Regions from separate parts of the Sus scrofa genome. Here region 1 is linked to region 2. The links are chromatin contacts, called in public Hi-C maps. All regions are on one chromosome and are shown on one strand. The core of a region is the stretch at or near the end of the contact, and the rest is flanking DNA. Distances in the headings are between cores, read along the strand shown.

What was found. Hi-C and Micro-C count contacts between places; a contact is called where the count stands out from the background.
Region 1: a contact with region 2 is called in a Hi-C map of liver, with 7 times the contacts expected there. The contact joins the promoter of LOC100736818 here to the promoter of CCDC189 in region 2. A contact is called at or near these places in 4 of 5 promoter capture datasets (fetal liver, fetal skeletal muscle and liver), 4 of 47 Hi-C or Micro-C datasets (heart right ventricle, liver and skeletal muscle) and 2 of 2 datasets of contacts at active chromatin or transcription factors (alveolar macrophages and skeletal muscle).

What each region holds. Positions count from the first base shown.
Region 1 is chr3:17,543,479-17,548,537 of Sscrofa11.1, forward strand. It overlaps LOC100736818 (cardiotrophin-1), which reads right to left and starts at 1,772. Exons shown (of 3, transcript XM_021086414.1): 1 at 1,669-1,772; 2 at 1-19. The coding sequence starts at 1,693. It overlaps BCL7C (B-cell CLL/lymphoma 7 protein family member C), which reads left to right and starts at 4,068. Exons shown (of 6, transcript XM_013995586.2): 1 at 4,068-4,349; 2 at 4,921-4,999. The coding sequence starts at 4,258.
Region 2 is chr3:17,634,425-17,639,416 of Sscrofa11.1, forward strand. It overlaps CCDC189 (coiled-coil domain-containing protein 189), which reads left to right and starts at 1,730. Exons shown (of 8, transcript XM_013992414.2): 1 at 1,730-2,237; 2 at 2,540-2,571; 3 at 2,900-2,965; 4 at 3,141-3,310; 5 at 4,799-4,869. The coding sequence starts at 2,022. RNF40 (E3 ubiquitin-protein ligase BRE1B) reads right to left here and starts at 1,566. Exons shown (of 20, transcript XM_021086412.1): 1 at 1,435-1,566; 2 at 1,123-1,325; 3 at 570-737; 4 at 294-435. The coding sequence starts at 1,254.

The DNA of each region.
Region 1 (5,059 bases), core at 522-3,021, 91 kb before region 2:
GAGGAATCAGCCTGGGGGTCTTCTGGTGGGAAAAGGGGGAGGAATGAGGGTACACAACCCCCCTGCTTCTTGACCACCTCTTCCAGGTTGGCTCTTCCTTCCTGAATCCAGAAACTCCACTCTGGTTTGGGTTTTTTTTTTTTTTTTTGGTTGCTGTTGTTGTTGTTGTTTTGCTTTTTAGGGCCAAACCTGTGGCATATGGAGTTTCCCAGGCTAGGGGTCGAATCAGAACTACAGCTGCTAGGCTACACCACAGCCACAGCAACATAGGATCCAAGTCATGTCGGCGACCTACACCACAGCTCGGGGTAACACCAAATCCTTAACCCACTGAGTGAGGCTGGGGATTGAACCCACAACCTCATGGTTACTAGTCAGATTCCATTTCCACTGCACCACAATAGGAACTCCCAGAAGCTCCACTCTGAATCCTCCAACTTTTAAGCCAGGCAGGCTCTGTCCCCTTCCAACTGAGGGAAAATGAAGCACCAGACATTTGCCAAGTGGTTGTTCTACCTGAAATGTATTCCCTGTGCCTAGATCATTGTTGAAATCCTATTAAAGCCAAATTCAAATACTGCCTCCCCAGTGTAGATTTACCCCTCCTTTAAATTAACTTCTTCTTTCTACTTAAGGCCATTTGTTCATACTTCCAAAGTGGTGGGTGGTTTTTGGTTTTTGGTTTTTTTTTTTTTTTTTTTTTTTTTTTGGCAGCCCCCAGGGCATGTGAAAGTTTCCAGCCAGGGATCAAACCCGCAGGGCAGTTGCTACCTTTGCCACAGTTGCGGCATAAGAGAACTTCCCCAAGGTGGTTTTTTTTAATGGCTCTTTTTTTTTTTTTTTTTTTTCCCCTGTGAGAATCTGCCTCAGCCTGGGAATCCTTTGAGGGTTGGGCTCATACATCTCTCTCTCAGAGATTGTTTGTGGAATTCAGCATCATTGATGCACAGATCTTTAAATTGAAATGAGCCGTTAAGCCCATTTTACAAGTTGGGAGACTGAAATCCCACTCCTTTCCTGATGGCCCGTCTATGCAAGACGCTGGGCATTGCGCAGCATCAATGAATCGGCAGCAATCTACCTTCACTAGCACAAGCTAGAGGGTGGCGCCCCGGGAGGACTACATTTCCCTAGATGCCCATCGCGCGTGTCCAGGGCATGCTGGGGAATGTAGTCTTGGCCCGGCAACTCCCGCCCCCGCCCCCGCCCCGCCAGAGTTTGCCCCGCGGGTCCCTATCCTTAACAGCCTCGACTTTCGCTTCCTGTTGTCACTCACCAGCCCCTGTGGCCAAAGGCTTCTTCCTCTAACTTTACACGTCCCTCTGGCTCCCAGCTGTGATTCTTTCCCGATACTCTGAGAGGATCCGATGTCCTGTCCCAGCCACGACCCCAGTCCTCCCCCAAGGTGTACTCGAACCCAGGATCTACCTCCTGAGTCCAAATCCCTGAAGGCACAGCCCCAGGCCTCCTCTAAACTCTGGCGTTTGCCCCTGCCCCCAGCTCACCCACAACTCACCCGCTCGTTACCTGACACCGGGGCCCTGCTCTCCCCCACTCAGGCCGCTCCCTTCCCGTACCTAGGGGTGGCGGGGACCCAGACTCCAGCTTCCAGCCCTTCTGACCCCTGCTCCCCTCAGGCACTCGGCATCTGACCCTTCAGTCCCTTACCCAGACTTCCCTCCCTCCGGTTCATGCTGTCCCCTGGCTGATCCTGGTAGCCTCCACGCCCCCCTTCCGAGGGGGGAGAAGGGGGAAAAGGGTAGGGGCGTGGCCGGGGCGTAGCCAATCACGGCTCAGACCCCAACAATCTACCCCCCCCTCACCACCCCGCCCCCCGCCGCCCCAGGCAGGATTCCTTGGCCCTGAGCTCAGGTCCTTGCTTGCGCAGCCTCGTCGGGGAGGGGGCCTGAGGAGGGCAGCAGGATGTCTGCAGGTTGGACTCAGGCTTGGGTGCCAGGGCCTGGGAGGCAGCCTGGGTCCCAATGAGAGGAGAAGGCTCAGGCTCCGACCTGGGGTTAGTCTTGGCCTCTGGGCTGTTTTTTCCGAGAAAACTGGGGGGATAGGAGAGGGCGCAGCTGGCAGGCCTGGAATGTGCTGGCCCTCCCTCTTGGCGGGGAAGGGAAGGGGAGAGCCAGGTGCTTGAGAGGCCGAGATGGGGGCCCTCAGGCTTGGGCCACACCTGCTGGCATAAACACCTCCTGGCCTATTGCAGATGCCTTCTGCCCTTGCTCTCATAGTCACAGCTACTAGGAGGGGACCACCACCTCGTCTTACCAGTAAGAGAACCCTTCCGACACACCCGCATCTACTGAAGGCTTCTTGCGCTGGAACAAGCTTCAGAGATAGGTCCAGGGAGTCACACCCACACATCTACCCACAAACCCGATGAGGACAAACGCTGACCGGTCCGTACACACTTACTTATTCCCACAAATGGTTCCCAAGTACCCCCTCTGTCCTGGGCTCTGGGCCCCAGAGGGGATCCATTCTTAGTCTCTGGCCCCCTGAGGAGCTCAATCTGATAGTGAGACCACAGACAAAAGCAGGTAATGTGAACTGGGAAGGAGGCCCCTGTGTCTTTAAGTATTTCACCATGAGCAGACAACTGCCAGAATAAAGGAAGAAAGGGAACAACTGGCAGAGGGCACAGCATGTGGCACCATCACGCGCATATTAACAGTGACTCTTGTTGGGTATTTACTATGCGCAAGATGCTGTTCTAAGAGTTACATGTATATTAACTCATTCCCATGTTACAGCTGAGAAAATAGTGATAAGTGACTTGTTTGAGGTCACTGGACAAGCAGAGCTGGGATTTTACCCCAGCGATTTGGCCCAGAAATGATGTCATAACCACCTCTGAACATAGTCACACCAAAACACACAGACCCGAGAGCCACACCCTTGACACATTCACACACAGCAACACAAATTTAGAATGTCATACCTGCTGGCAAACACAGCCTCAAACAAAATCAACCAAGACACATGTATTTTAAGTAAGCTTTTCATTGACGTGCTATAGACACAGGGTAAAGTACACACATCCTATATGTACAGCTCCGCGAATTTTCCAAGAGTAAATATGCCGTGGGAACCAGCACCAGATTAAGAAACGGAATCTGACCAGTTCCCAGAGGCCCCTCTTAGCCCCTCCCAGTCCCCAGGGTGACCACTCTCCCCGGTGTTTCGCACCATTTATTGGTTTTGTCCAGAACTTTCTCTGAATGGGATCACAGGGCGTATTGCTTCTCTGACCTCTTTCACGAGACGTCCCCATGTTGTGTGTAGCAGGACATCACTCTCCTTGCCCTGTCGTCCATGGTGTGAACAGGCTACAATTTATTTTCCATGGCCCTGTGGATGGGTTGTTTCTAGCCTGAGGCGCTTAGGAACAGAGCTATGGACATTCCAGTACAGGTCCCTTGGGGCTCCTACCCACGCATTTCTGATGGGTGTTAACCATCCAGGAGCGGAACTGCTGGGTCACAGGGTTGGTGTACGTTCGGTTTCACTAGAAAAGCGCCAGCTTTCCAAAGTGTCTCTATCAATTTACACTCCCCCAGAAATATGAGAGGTCCAGTTGCTCTACTTCGCCTCCACTTGGCAAGGTCTCATCTGAGCCATTCTGGAGGGTGGAAGAGGCACTCAGTACATTTACAGTGTCTGGCACGTAACTGGCCCTCAGTTAATAGCCTGTAGAATGAATGGATGAAGAGATAGTTGCAGCGTAGAACCAGGCAGCCGAGCAAGGGACACACACACACGCAAACACACACACACAAACACACACACCGTTCCAGGGTCCACCCACGCGCAGCGGTCGCACCCGGGACACAGATCCTCTCGCGCCCCCTGGCGCCCACGTGGTCTGAACGCACGGCCGCAGCCCCGCCGCGCGCGTCCAGTCGCCGAGCTGCCCCAACCTCCCTCTCGGCCGCGGGCAGGGGGCGCTGCGCGTCCGGGCGCCTCGAGGCGGAGGCGGCGGGCCCGGTCGGGGCGGGGCCGGCCGGCTTCCAGGCCTGGGCTCTGGCCGCCCGCGCCGCCGGGCGGCTCCGGGGACGGGCCGGGGCGGGGCGCGGCGGCAGGAAGCGGGGCGGGGACTCGCGGAGGCGTTGGGGAGCGAGGGAGGGCGCGGCCAACTCCCGGAGGGGCGACAGGCCGAGAGAGCGGCGCCCCGGCCTGGCGCCGAGCCTGAGCCCGCCGGACGGGAGGCGGCCCAGCCGCGGGCTCGGCCTCGGCCCCAGCCCCGCCAGCATGGCCGGCCGGACCGTGCGGGCCGAGACCCGGAGCCGGGCCAAGGATGACATCAAGAAGGTGATGGCGACCATCGAGAAGGTCCGGAGATGGTGAGCGCTGCCCCGGGGGCCAGGGACGGGCCACGGCGGGCCATTCCTCCCCCGACACGTCCACACCCCCTCCGCCACCTGTGGCCCCCAGGTGTTAGGTGTGCCCCTCTCCCCCGCCGCCCCCAGCTGCGTCCTGGATCTGCAGGGCTCTATCTCTCTTCTCCTGGCTACACCCTGGGGTCTACAAAGCGTGTTCCCCAGCCCTGCCCTCCCAGAGCTGGAACCCCCCCTTTATGCCCCGCCCCCTAAAGCTTTGACACTCCTCCCGCAAGTGTGCCCCGGGATCTTCGAGGCTGTGGTCCCAGGCCTATAGTCGCGCTCTCCATGTATACCCCAGGGGTCTGCCGCGTCGTGACCCCAGCCTATTTTTTTTTCTCTCCCTCTCTCTCTTTCTCCCGCCCCCCACCTATGCCCTGAGGTCTGCCGGGCTTCTCCCTCCAAGTCCCATTAGCCACGCTGCCGCTTCTTTTGCGCACCACCCCCACCTCCACACGTATCCCCAGATACATCCAGCTCCTGGGCTGGCTCTCTCCTCAGGCCTCTCTGACCCCGTCCCTCCACCGTCCCACAGGGAGAAGCGCTGGGTGACTGTGGGTGACACTTCCCTGCGTATCTTCAAGTGGGTGCCAGTGGTGGACCCCCAGGAAGAGGTGAGCAAGCTCCCCCACACCAGGCCCTGCATCTGGGCCACCTCGGGCAAGCCCCTCCCG
Region 2 (4,992 bases), core at 480-2,979:
ACCTCCATATGCCGCGGGAGTGGCCCAAGAAATAGCAACAACAACAACAAAAAGACAAAAAGACAAAAAAAATAAATAAATAAAACCTGAATTGTACTCTTAACCAAGTCATTCAGATTCCAAAGTCTCTGTTCTTATCCACTGTGATTTGCTGCCCAAATATAAAATCAATTGTGTGTGTGTGTGTTTGTATAGGCAGGGAATTCAGCAGCCTGATTATCAAGATCCTTTCCTCTCCAGGACCTTTCCCAGAACTTAATTAAGCTTCCTAGATCCTAGGGTTCTGGCCCTACCCCTCAGCTCCGATGTTCCTGGCTCTGTGAGAGGGGTCTCATCACGCGTTGGCCCTTCCTGGGTCCCAGGCGCCTCTGGCCCTGAAGACAGCTCCCCCTGGCTCTCATGGTGTCGGAGAAGGGCTTCCACAGTTTCATCCAGCTGAAAGGAGAAAGCACCAAAAATGTTAGGAATCCCTCAGGTGCTTCCTAGCATGATACTCCCTTTCTAACAGAGAAGTCTGAGAACTGGCAGCTGGATCAAAGCCCAGTCTTGTAAAGGAGAGGGGCATTCACCTGGGCCCAGTAGCGATTGACAATGAGGAGTGTGGCATCATCTGTAGCCTGCCTCTTCTCCAGTTTCTCAATTCGTTCTCGGAGTTCATCTTCACAAGCCTGTCTCTGTTCCAATCGCTCTGCTAGTTTCTTGTTCTTGAACTGCAGAACCTTCAGGTCCATCTCCTCCTACCAAGGAAACAGAGGGGCCGAGGAGAGAGAGGGTCAAGAAGGGCCCAAGAAACCAATCAGAGAAAGAGACAAAGGAAAGCAGATAGAACGGATGTGAGAGGGGAGCAGACTGCTAACAGGACATACAAAGCTCAGACACCCACGGAGGAAGCGTCTTGTTTGTAAGGAGCGTCACGTTCTGCTCCTGCCTCTTTCTACCTGAAGTCTGACATGTCTGTCACACGCTCTCTGGGAACCTGTTTGCCTATCTGCGAGGGGAAGGCAGACGTCATGTCCTAGGTTTCCTTCAACAGAATGCTCTGTAAAGTGGATCTGGTTAAACTTGGGGAACTGGGAAAACGGTTCTGGGAAGTTGGGCGGGCTGGGGCAGGAGCCCACGAACCGTGGAAGAGATGCCCCCAAGACGAATGGGCTCTATAAGCGTTGTTGTTGTCTTCTCCTCGCGGTTCAGCTTCTTCTCTGGGGGCCCCGAGCCCCCATCGCCGGCGGCGCGTTTGTTGCCGGGCCCAGACATGGCCGCGGCGGCGAGGAGCGGCCCCCGGTCTCTCGAGGACGTCAGGCAGGCGGACTCGGCACTTCCGTCACCTGCAGAAGACAGAGAGTAGAGCTGGGGAAGGGGACGGAGGTCCGCAGCCACGAGCCTACCCCCGCACACAGCTGCCGGACCCCGCCCCGCCGGCCCCGGGCCCCTCACCAGCAGCAGGATCAGCCTAGCGCCGCCATCTTGGACTTCACCGGACGTCACTGGGCACCCCCGCCCCCCAGCACAGAGCGCAGGCGCCAGAGGCAGCGCCGGATGTGGCGAAATCTTCTCCAGTTCCTGTTTCTATTGGTTGTGCTTTGTTCCTCCTCTTGCGTCCGTTTGGTTTCTTTCTGAACACCTCCTCTTTCTCTCAGTGATTGGCCGGTAGGCAGTTGCCATGGTAACTGACAACACACTTCCACTCCGCAGTCCTAATAACGCCGCCTGCCTCAGATTAACAACTTCGAAGAGAGGGCACCGGGGCGGGGTTTGCATCTTATTATGCATGCGCATTCTCTTCTCACAGTTTGGCGAGCACGGTACACTTTCTCCCTTCCTACTGGATCCTCCTTAGCAACCGTCACCGTTGAGACGGAGGGACGCCCCCAGCCGATTGGCTGTACCCGGCCTCTCTGCAGCGTAGATTGGCTGAAGCGTCGATAAGGGCCAGGCCTTGGCAGTCGCCGCCCGAGATCGGCTGTCCCAGAACCGAGGCAGGATAAAGACGGTGGGGACCCGCGACACAGAGGAGCGACCAGATGATCCGCCGGAAATCCAGCCAATTCCGGCGACTGAAAAGGCGGTCGGAGCTGGACCAGCACTCCGAACTGCGGCGAGAACATGAGAAAGACCATGAGAAGGACCTCAGCTCGTTGGATGAATCGGCCAAGAGGATGGGAACAGGAGTGCGGACCGAGTCAGGGACCGTGGCCTCAGTGGATGCGAATGAAGATCCTGCAGCCAACTTGTTCCCGGTGAGGACAGGTCAGAGTGGTCTGCTCATGAATGTTTATAAAAGGGCTCCCAGGCAGGGGGCCGTTTGTTTCCCGGGCTGCCTTGGTGAAGAGGCAGGCTTGAACTGCTTGTCAATACGCTCATGAATAGTACTTAGGGATCGCCGAAGCCCAGCCCGCCGGTATTGCTAGTACACAGTTTTTAAGATGAGAAGGCAAGGTATCGCGTTGTTAGACCACCAGAGATTCACCAAGGGCAAAGAACCACGGGCCAGGACTAACAACGCAGCTCTGCCTTTCCCAATCCGCTTTCTCTCCCGCAGCCGCCGCTACCCCAGCCCCGGATCTGCATATGGTGAGTGTGAAGAGCTTTGAGGGAAAGTTACCCTTCACACTTGTATTATTCCTTTAGCGCTTCCTTACGAGCCTGTCAAACAGGACGGAATTCCCATTTTACAGACAAGGAGACTGAGGCCCAGAGATACAATTACCCAAGATGACTATAAGCCAGGTCTCCCGCTGCCTCAGTGACTTTGTTATAAAGTTACACAGCGAGTTAGTGGAAGAGCCAAACCTCTTAACTCAGGTCTCTTGCTTCCCAGTCCTACGCTCTAGCCATCATAGCCTTGTCCTAAGACTAATGCATAATGGCCAACACCTTTTCCCCTCTTTTCCTATGATAGGAAGTACCTCGACATCCATTCCATGCAGAGGCTGGAGAAGACAACCAACGTGGAGGAGATGAGGGAGTATGGCGGGGAGTAGGGACAGGAAGAACTGGCTCTTGGAGAAGGCTGAGGCAGTGGGCTGGGAAGGCATGAGGAATGCCTGGCTCCAAAGCACCTTGTGACTTAGTGTAGGGTGGTGAAGGGAGATGAAGGGAGACTCTAGTTGCCACTCATTCCTTCCTCTCTCCTTCCCAAGGGTGCTGGCTGAGTTGTTGGGGCTCAGCTGTCCTGAGCAGAACCTGCGAGATGCCATCACCCTGGACCTCTTCTCCCACATACTCATCTTCTGCCGCCATCAGGGCTTCTCACTGGAGCAGACATCAACAGCTTGTGCCCTGCTCCAAGATCTTCACAAGGCCTGTATCGGTAAGAGGAGAGGCTACCCGAGAGTTGAGTCCAGGGCAGAGGAGGAGGATGGCACAAGTGACCAGGGGAGTCAAAGCAGGATTACCACCTGAAACCATGGTTCTGACATTACTAGGAGTATCATCACACACAACTTATCTCACCTCACCTTTCAAATCCTCCATTTCCTATTTTTTTTTTTCTTTTAAGCGCTACTCCCATGGCATTCGGAAGTTCCCAGGTTAGGGGTCAAATCGGAGCTACAGCTGCCAGCCTACATACACCTCAGCCACAGCAATGCCAGATCCTTAACCCAGAGTGGGGCCAGGGATCGAATGTGCATCCTCCTGGATACTAGTCGAGTTCATTACTGCTGAGCCACACGGTAACTCTCTATTTCCTTCTTTCTTTCTTTTCTTATTTTTTGTGCTTCTTAGGGCCGCACCCGCGGCATATGGAGGTTCCCAGGCTAGGGGATCTAATTAAAGCTACAGCTGCCAGCCTACACCACAGCCACAGCAATGCCAGATCCGAGCCGTGTCTGCAACCTACACTGCAGCTCATGGCAGTGCTACATCCTTAACCCACTGAGCAAGGCCAGGGATTGAACCCACAACCTCATGGTTCCTAGTCAGATTCATTTCTGCTGTGCCACGACAGGAACTCCTATTTCCTTATTTATTTATTTATTTTTCATTTGTTTTTGTCTTTGTGCCTTTTCTAGGGCCACTCCCATGGCATATGGAGGTTCCCAGGCTTGGGGTCAAATCGGAGCTGTTGCCACCGGCCTACGCCAGAGCCACAGCAACATGGGATTCAAGTTGTATCTGTGAGCTACACCACAGCTCACCGCAACGCCGGGTCCTTAACCCACTGAGCGAGGCCAGGGATCGAACCCTCAACCTTGTGGTTCCTAGTTGGATTCGTTAACCACTGCGCCACGACAGGAATTCCTATTTCCTTATTTCTAATAAGGATATAGCAATAACATTATGAAACTGTTCTGAGAAATAGTATATGTGATATATGTAAATATATGTGCATGGTGTTCCGTGAAATAACTCCTGCTTTATTCCTGGAACTGATTTCCTACAGAATGTTTAACAAGACTTAAAATTATGTATTTCTTGGCTTGTTGTAGGTCACTCTGACCAGAATATAAGTGTATTAAGGGCAGGACCTCCTCTGTCTTGATCGGGGCCTAGAGCAGTACACAGTGGGTACTCAATATTTGCTGCCTAGATCTGGCTACTTCTAAAGCTTCTGCTCAGGAGTTCCCTGGTGGCTCAGCAGGCTCAGGATCCGGTGTCACCACTGTGGCTCAGGTCGCAGCTATGGTGCGGGTTCACTCCCTGGCCCTGGAACTTCTGCATGCCGCAGGCACAGCCAACAATGTAAACACTAGAAAAAAATTAAGCTCATGCTCGATAGGTGGCTTTCGGGTGAGTAAAATGAACGAATGGTTATCAGGGAGGGAGCCTCACTGTCACCTCTTGCTTTCCCTCCCAGCAACTCCGTTGGGCAATGTGGAGGAATGTTACCGCTACTTCACCAGCGTTCTATTTTGCCACGGAGTCAGGGTCAGTTGCCCTGGAACAGGAGGGTCACTTTCCCCCAGACAAGGGCTAGCCTAGTCCCCCACCCTCTCTCACACCCGGCTCTTTCCTGCCCCAGATGGCTGGGCACTTGCAGAAAAGGTGAGG